Regions from separate parts of the Mus musculus genome. Here region 1 is linked to region 2. Evidence: chromatin contacts called from public Hi-C data. All regions are on one chromosome and are shown on one strand. Each heading gives the region's core, a stretch centred on a gene start, on an enhancer-like site or on the middle of the called end of the contact. The rest is flanking DNA. Distances are from core to core; before and after follow the strand shown.

Region 1 (4,031 bases), core at 424-2,923, 4.4 Mb after region 2:
CATGCACACACACACACACACTCACTCTCCTGACTTCAAGGCAACTCATTACATAAGGGGAGCAGGTAACTCTGCACGTAGCATGAATTACTTAGAGCCAAATCTTAAAAGAGGTTCTAACCCCCCACAGTCTCACCTTTGCAAACCACTGCAGTGTATTGTATTTTGGAAAATATACTGCAAAGACTGCAGAGCATCAGCTCTCAATAGAAAGGAAGTTGACATGGATATAAACCCACAACCATCATTTCCTATTAGCTCTGCTATTTTGTAAATAACTAGCAGGGCAGAAACCTTATGGGTCTTTTCTTTGAGGTGGGGAGGAGTCCTCTTAATCCAGTATTTGCAACTTGCACTGTAGCTTCAACGATTGTGGCTACATTATTATTCAATTATAATGTACATATTCATCTCACTTTTATAATCAACATTTTGCATCCTCATTTCGCCCCCCGCTCCCCCGAGACAGGGTTTCTCCGTGTAACAGCCCTAGCTGTTATGGAGCTCTACCTGTAGACCAAGCTGGCCTCCAACTCACAGAGATCCACCTGCTTCTGACTCCCAAGTGCTGGGATTAAAGGAATGAGACACCATGCCTGGCTTACAATTTTTCATGTAACAATTTGTTGTTCAGTGGTGAGGTCATTTTTTTTTAAATGGTAGTTGGAATTCTGATCATGTTGCTGTGAACATGTTTGCGTTTTGACATATCTTGTTCTGGAAAGCGAGATAATTAGAATTAAAAGACGAATTTAATGCCTTTTTGGATTCTTCCAGATTGAGGACCAAGAATAAAAACTACAGGTATCTGACCCTTCAGAAATGACGCTGGATGTAGAGGGATTCGCCTACCTTCACATTTCCCTTCGAGTGAGAGTCAGCTAAAATAAAGATAGCTGAAAACTAGATTCTAAATAAACACCGTTGGTTCGAGACTGAAGTGCTCACGGTTAGCTATTAGCTGCTCTTGGAAACCTGGGGTGGTCACTGGACCTCACAGGAAGGAGACAGAGATGGCTGATTCGCTAGGTCCACACCGCAGCCTGGTGTCAGTGTCATGCCACCAGCATCTCCCAACATCCTGCACCTGAACCATCTCCTCGCTGCCCAAACCAGGACCCAGACCCTGCGTCATGCCCTCGGCCTCGCGAGGCAGTCAGAGATGCCTAATTCCCTCCCAACCCAGTGAGAGATGCCCTTCTCCTCACCCTTCTCCAGCCTCAAGGACAGAGATTAAGGACCCCCGACGCAGCACCGCCGCCGCCAACCCGTTGTCAGGTTTCTCACGGTCTCACCACAGCTCCTCCGCTGCAGCTTGCGTTTCCACAGACGCTGCGAACCGCGCCCCGCCCATCGGGAGCCGAGCAGATGATTGGCAGGGAAATCGACATCCTAGCAACCAGCCCCGCCCTTGTCTCTGGCTGCAGCCTCCGTCTGGTACCCGCCTCCAGATCCTTCTGCGACACTTTCTTGTAGGTGTCCAAGAATATGCCTTCTCGGCGGCTGGAAGAGGCTGAAGGGTGCGTACTGGAGCCAGAGGCTCTTGTCCGACAAGCACTGAAATTTGAGACAACGGAAGGGAGTCGCTGTGGCGACCCTGCCGAGCAAGGCGGAGCAGGCACAGCACGGGCGCCCCAAGCCGATCCGATGAAGAAGGCCCAGCGCGACCGGATGAAGAAGGTCCCTCGCCTCTCTCTCAAGCCTCGGTCCCCGGCGCGCGCCTCCACCGGTTCCCGAGACTTCCAGCGCGCTCCGAGGGGCCACTTTTCCTCTAGTCTCGAAAACTGCCCTCATGGCGGAGGTGAAGGTCAAGGTGCAGCCGCCGGACGCGGATCCGGTGGAGATAGAAAACAGGTACTGCAATAAAGCTAGGCTCCCGACGCTAAGCGAGCAGTCAGCTGGGTAGCGGGACCCCCTTCTCTCTCAGTCCCGCGGGGAGAGGCTGGGGTAGACTGGTCGAGCACGCGGGAGCGGGGTTGCCGGGTGTCTGGGCGACCCCCCCGCCCCGATTAGGGAGAGTAGAACTCTTCAGAAGCTCTAGAGCAGCGGGACAGCTTGAAACGTTGTGGAACTGGGTTCTCCGGGATTCTATTAGAGCACTTGGAACGTGACAGCAGCCAGGGCCAGAAGAGAGACCTGCATTTTCCCTGTAGTTCTTGGACATGTGTTCGAATCCAGGATTGCCCGGTTGCCAAGGGAAGTTCTATAAGAGAACGTTGGGGCCAAATGAGGGTTCAGTTTGTGATTACAAAGGACCATTGAGCCAAGTAGGTTCAGTGAGTGCCTTAACTCCCGTAGTGCACATGTGTTTCTAGGTTATAATGTATTTAAAAGACGACTTTCTCAACATTATTATTGTGGATAATAAGTTTATTACACCTCCAAACAAATTAATCCCTCCAGTTTGTTTGGAGGGGATAATTCTCAAGACTCCAGTTATGGTGAATCACTATGCTGCCCCCCACCCCCACCCCCGAATATTCTATTTGCTTTCTGCCCACAGACCTTGGAGTCACTTTGCTGTACTTATTCCCATTGACAACATTGAGCTTTTTAGCTTGACTATCGTGTATCTTCCTTATTTGCCTTTAAAAGCAAGCAAACATAAACCATTTATACCGTTGTTCCTAGAATTATAGAATTATGCCACCAGTTCCCTCATGGAATCACAGATCAAGTAATTCAGAACGAAATGCCTCACATTGAAGCCCAGCAGCGGGCAGTGGCCATCAATAGACTGTTATCCATGGTAAGGTGAAGTCAACCAATTCATGTAATTTGTTGTATATTCTGGTTTTCATTGCTTCCTGTCATATCGTTGTGATGGCTAACCTTATGTGTCAGCTTGGCTGGGCTCTGAGATCCTAGATATCTGCCTGTTTGCTGTTTCTGGGATGTTCTAGAATGTGGTATTTGAACTGATGTGCTGACTGTAGGCAGTGAATGGGCACCATCCAATTTAGTATCAGCCTAAGCCAAAGACATGGAGGACACAGGAACTTGCCCCAGCCCACTCTGAGCCCCAGGGCCAGCCTTCTGCCTTCACCACTCTGTCCTTAGACTTTCGGATCCCATCTATACCATTGACTTCCCATCACCGAGGTTAATGCATCCGGTCTGTGCCATTGATCTGTGCCGCTGGCCTTCTCTAGTCTCCAGCTTGCAGGAGACGTACAAGAATTCTCCCCCCACCTTAATTACACGGAGCAATAATCGCATAATAAGCCTCCTTTCTAGTAAGCCAATATACTAATTGTAAGGCCAAAATTTGTGGCTTGATTCCAAACCAAGGAAAGGATCAGAATGTCTGAATAGGAAGAAAAAAATACTCATCTGCCTGCCATTTGACAAGATGAGGGAACTGCATGCAATTCTGTTATAACTAATTGTTATTAGCTTCAGTGACACAAAAAGACACGTGGGTGTGGTCTGTTCTCAACTTGTTATACTTCCTCCTGCTAGCTTCTAGCCATTCCCTATAAAATATTTCCACTGTGAGTTTTTTGTGAGTTATCAATAGCCTATTGATTGGGGATCACAGGGTCACTCTGAGCTTGTCAAGAGCAGGAAGAAGTCCCACTGAGGGTCTTTAGGATAAAGCACAGCCTCAGCTTCAGAGACAGTGCAGTAGAGTTTCATTGAAGCCCAAGAGCCTAGAGCCCAAATGCCTCTCTTGCAGCATTTGAAAAATGTCCTACCACATACTTTAAATCCCCTATGTCGCTCTTCTTTCACAAACCATTATATGCCTTTTTCCCAAGGACTCTTTAGTTTGGTTTTATTAGTTAGTCTTACACTAGGCCTCTTCTGAATTACTGTGTTTTTGTTTGTTTGTTTGTTTTGTTTTTTAAACTTCTAGCCTTGTGTTATACTTCAAGGCTCTAGATGCAGAGATTATAGGGATAGTCGAATCTTTTATTACACCTTTGTCTTTACCTTCGTGGCTCAGAATTGGCAAACTTCTCTATGAAGTAGTAAATAAAATAACTTTTGTGGCCCATCTAGTTTCTGTCACAACTGTATCATTTGTC
Region 2 (4,043 bases), core at 724-3,223:
TACAGATCACTTGAAATAAACTTGTAAACCAAGGTTTTATAAACCTAGGGTTTTGAGGAGGGCAATGTTTAGTAGCTGACTGCCCTCAGAATTTTTATAGTTCTAGCTTGTACTTGCCATCAATTAAAAGATTATTCTTGGTGCATAGAGCCACACACGTAAAACCAAGATTCTGAAGGCAGAATCATGCTTATTATGAGGCCAGATCTTAGATAGTTTCATAGGGAATTGGTGGTCAGTCTGGGTTACCTAGTGAGATTGTTTCAAGAAACCAAAGACAGATGCTGGGGAGAAGGCTGAATCAGCGAAGCGCTTGTAATACAAATACAACATGGATTTGATACTCCAGAACACACACACATAAAACAAACAAACAAACAAACAAACAAACCCTGAATGCCTGTAATCCCAGAGACAAGAGGACTCACTCCCTAATCATCCAACTTAGCTTACTTGAGGAGCTTCAGGTTCCAATGAGAGGTTCTGCTTAAAAAAAAAAAAAAAAGTGGAGAGCAATTGAGGAAGACACTAGCCATCACCTCTGGCTCCATATACAAGCACCCTTCCAAACATATGAGCACACACGTGCATGGGTATGTGGGCTGATGTAATCATCTACAGATGCAACAGACACAGGAAGACAAAAACAAAAGATTCTGAAATCTCAGCTGGTCTAATTGGGTTTTCATAGTCTTGTTTCATTCTCTTTGTTAATGTTTACTTCATAATTGCATAAGCTTTTGGTTTTACAAAGCTGTCTCTTAACTAATGAGGGGCATTTAAAAAAAAATCAAATCAGATTTACCTTAGTGTTATTTCTATAAATCCTAGTTTCTATCAAGACCCAAATTAGTCTCAAACTACAGTTAACAATTGTCACGTTCTTCTTAATAAATTTTTCCATGTGTATGGGTGTTAAGTATTCATGTGTGTCTGCATATCACTTCTGTGCCTCCTGCCCATGGACGCCTGAAGAGGTCTTCTGAGCCCCTGGAACTGGTTTTACTGACTGGACAATAGTCAGCCATCAAGTGGATGCTGGAAATTTAACCTAGGTCCACTGAAGACCAGCAGCCAGTGCACTTAACCACTGAGCAATCTATCCAGTCCCAAATGTCGCTTTTTTATAACATTTTATTCTCAAAGTGACTAAGGCCTAGATAGGCTATAAACACACAAAAACGCTCACAGAAGTTTGTATGCCTAATGTTCCTTTGTAAAGCGTCCCTGGTGGTTGGATTTCTCCAGATTTCAACTTTGCAAAAAAGTCAGAAGTTTCTGTATGAATAAAAGCTGACTGACCAAACAAGACAGTATTTACGCCCCTCACTCCTGCGACAGACTGTACGCCATCACAACAGGCTAGCCTAGCCTTGAACTGCAATCACTTCTGTCTCTCGGCCTCAATACTGGAATTACAGTGTTGCTTTACTTCAGAACCCTTTACATTCTAATAGAGAGAGAGAGAGAGAGAGAGATACTACAACACCTGGAACAGCTGTACGACACAGCTACCACCTCAACCAACTGCAGTGCGTGTGAATGTTGGAAATGGAAGCCCACGGCGAACATGGGATGTTCAGAGGAGCGAAAGCAACTGGACAGCACTTGAAACGCTTCCCGGTCTCCCTCAAGTCCACCCACCCTCTGGCCTGGGAGCTCCAGGTCAGCTCGTCCCGAACCATCTTCCCACCTCACAAACTTTCGGGGCAAGTTACTCGGCTGCGTTCTCTGTCTCTCTCGAGAAGCAGCTCTGAAGAGAACAATGAGGCCAGAAAGGGACCGGACTATAGGGGCTACTCACAAATCCCAAGGAGAGCCCGACGGGCGACCGCACAGTTTCCCACCACTCTTCTCAGATCCCAGTCTGAGTTCACATGGAGCGCACTCCCACAATCCTCCGCGAGACGCTCCGTCTTAACGGCACGCGAGCTGGGCCAAACTACTTCAACCTTCCGCCTTGGAACTGCGCTAGTCGTAGTCCCGTTGGCGCATGCGCCTAATAGAAACCATGCCCTGCTGTGGCGCCCGGGCTGAAGATGCTGCGAAAGGTCGTTCTTTTGCGCCTCTGCCCACTGCTTGGCCGGCCAGCGGTCTCTGCATCGAGCGGCAGTCGCAGGGAGGTCGCTTCTGGTGTCCCTCCTTCGGGCAGCACCTCGCCCAGAGCCCTAAACATCTTCGACAGGGAATTGAAGAGGAAGCAGAAGAATTGGGCCGCCCGGCAGCCCGACCCCATGAAATTTGACTACCTGAAGGAGGAGGTGAGACTGTGGGGCTGCGACGGAGGGAGGCGTGGAGCCGGGTAGGGCGGACCCACCCACCCGACTGTGTGACCTTGAGAAGCTTCACTCTCTAGAGCCTTTCTGATTTTCCGGGAAGCACGAGAGGCTCCGATAGCATGCGGGGCAATCATTCATTCGCTTTGCAAACACTGCTTGAGTTCCAGGGAAAAGCAAGATCATTTAGGAGTGAGTAGGAGACACATAGACAGGGAATGTAATTGCAGCAAAAGGAAGGTGAAGAAAAAGTGAGATAGCGGTATTGGTGACTGCGGTGGTCAAGAATGGCTGTTATGGCGAAAAGTGAGAGATTAGTTGAGCCGAGATGAGAGATGGGACGAGTCTCCTAGGAAAAGGAAAAGTGCAAAACTCCTAAGGCCAAAAGGACGTGTAGAGGCCTTCAATAAGTCCTTCCATTCTGTTCAAGAAAAGCTTGTAAGAGACTGAGTACAAGGTGTGGATAGTTGACTGCATCCCGGATGACGCCAGTCCGGGGAAGGGTGGTACTTACCATACGATTTCTTTTATGTTGTGTTTAGGAGATGGTCGTCTATACTTTTCCAGACTTGGTGTTTACTAATTTGCAAGCATTGGCTGTCTTAATTTATTATGTAATATATACCAGCCTGACCTCGAATTCATAGAAATCCACCTGCCTCAGCCTCCCGATGTTGATGTTGGGTTTGAGTTTCCGAGACAAGGGTCTTTTTAATATATCCTGGTTTGGAACTCATAGTCACCGTGTATTCCAGACTGGCCTCAGACTTGTGGTAATCCTGCTTACTCCTGAATCGAAGGACTATAGACATAAACTGCCACACCAAGGAGATCGTTAATTTTGATTTCATTAAATTTGCTTCTAAAGTAATTTGCTTCCGTTTGTTTTCAGGGTATTTTATTATTTCCATAATAAAAAAATAAAGTATTTGTAAAGGAAGTTGCTGTGGGACAATAGCAAATGGGATAGAAGGAAACACTTCTGTTTTGAAACATATGTTGAATCTTAGGAAAAAAAGTTACTTTTCTGTTAAGCCTGCTTGGTGTATTTAACCCATTGACTCTTGAAATTTTCCAGGTTGGAAGTCGGATTGCAGACCGTGTTTATGACATAGCCAGGTAGGAGATGCTATTTCAGTGAGATGCAGTCTCTCCTTCTCCCTGCTCCTTTCTCCCATGCTCCCCTCTCCCAGTCTGTCTCTCTGTCTTTTTCCCAAAACAGACAACTTGCTCTAACTCCTAAGCTATACCTTGAACTAGGCTTGGACAGCCCACCTTTCTTAGGTTCTTAAGTATCTGAGACTATAGACCTGCTTCTCCAGTCCTGGTTAAGAACAAAATCTGATGTTGAATGAAGACTGGAAATTAAGTGATGTGAGTTTGCTACGTGGAGTAGTTGAGTATGAGAAATGTATTGGCAGGATTAGAGATTTAACTCACTGTAAACATCTTTCTTTTTAGATTTTTGAGATAGGGTCTCACTATGTAGCCCAGGAGGCACTCCTCCTGCCTCTGCCTCTAAATGTTGAGATTATAAGCATACACAGCCACTCCTGCTTATTCTTTTTCTTGTCCGGGAAAGCAAATGCTGTTTTCTTTTCTTTTTTTTTTTATTAGGTATTTAAATGCTGTTTTCTTCATTGGTAACTTTTATTTTTCTTTTTTTAAATTATGAATGTAAAACTTGTAGCTTTCTTCAAGCCTGAATGACTGATCTACTTCATGTAGCCCAAATTTAGATAGATTGCTCAAAATATGGAATTAAAA

Evidence for each region. A called contact is a pair of places that touch in the nucleus more often than the background predicts.
Region 1: a contact with region 2 is called in a Hi-C map of CD4 T cells, with 6 times the contacts expected there. The contact joins the promoter of Polr3f here to the promoter of Ndufaf5 in region 2.

What each region holds. Positions count from the first base shown.
Region 1 is chr2:144,526,072-144,530,102 of GRCm38.p6, forward strand. It overlaps Polr3f (polymerase (RNA) III (DNA directed) polypeptide F), which reads left to right and starts at 1,674. Exons shown (of 9, transcript NM_029763.3): 1 at 1,674-1,854; 2 at 2,632-2,749. The coding sequence starts at 1,793. It overlaps Dzank1 (double zinc ribbon and ankyrin repeat domains 1), which reads right to left and starts at 1,343. Exons shown (of 21, transcript NM_172859.3): 1 at 1,209-1,343.
Region 2 is chr2:140,168,673-140,172,715 of GRCm38.p6, forward strand. It overlaps Ndufaf5 (NADH:ubiquinone oxidoreductase complex assembly factor 5), which reads left to right and starts at 1,974. Exons shown (of 11, transcript NM_027093.4): 1 at 1,974-2,261; 2 at 3,355-3,395. The coding sequence starts at 2,040. It overlaps Esf1 (ESF1 nucleolar pre-rRNA processing protein homolog), which reads right to left and starts at 1,886. Exons shown (of 14, transcript NM_001081090.1): 1 at 1,805-1,886.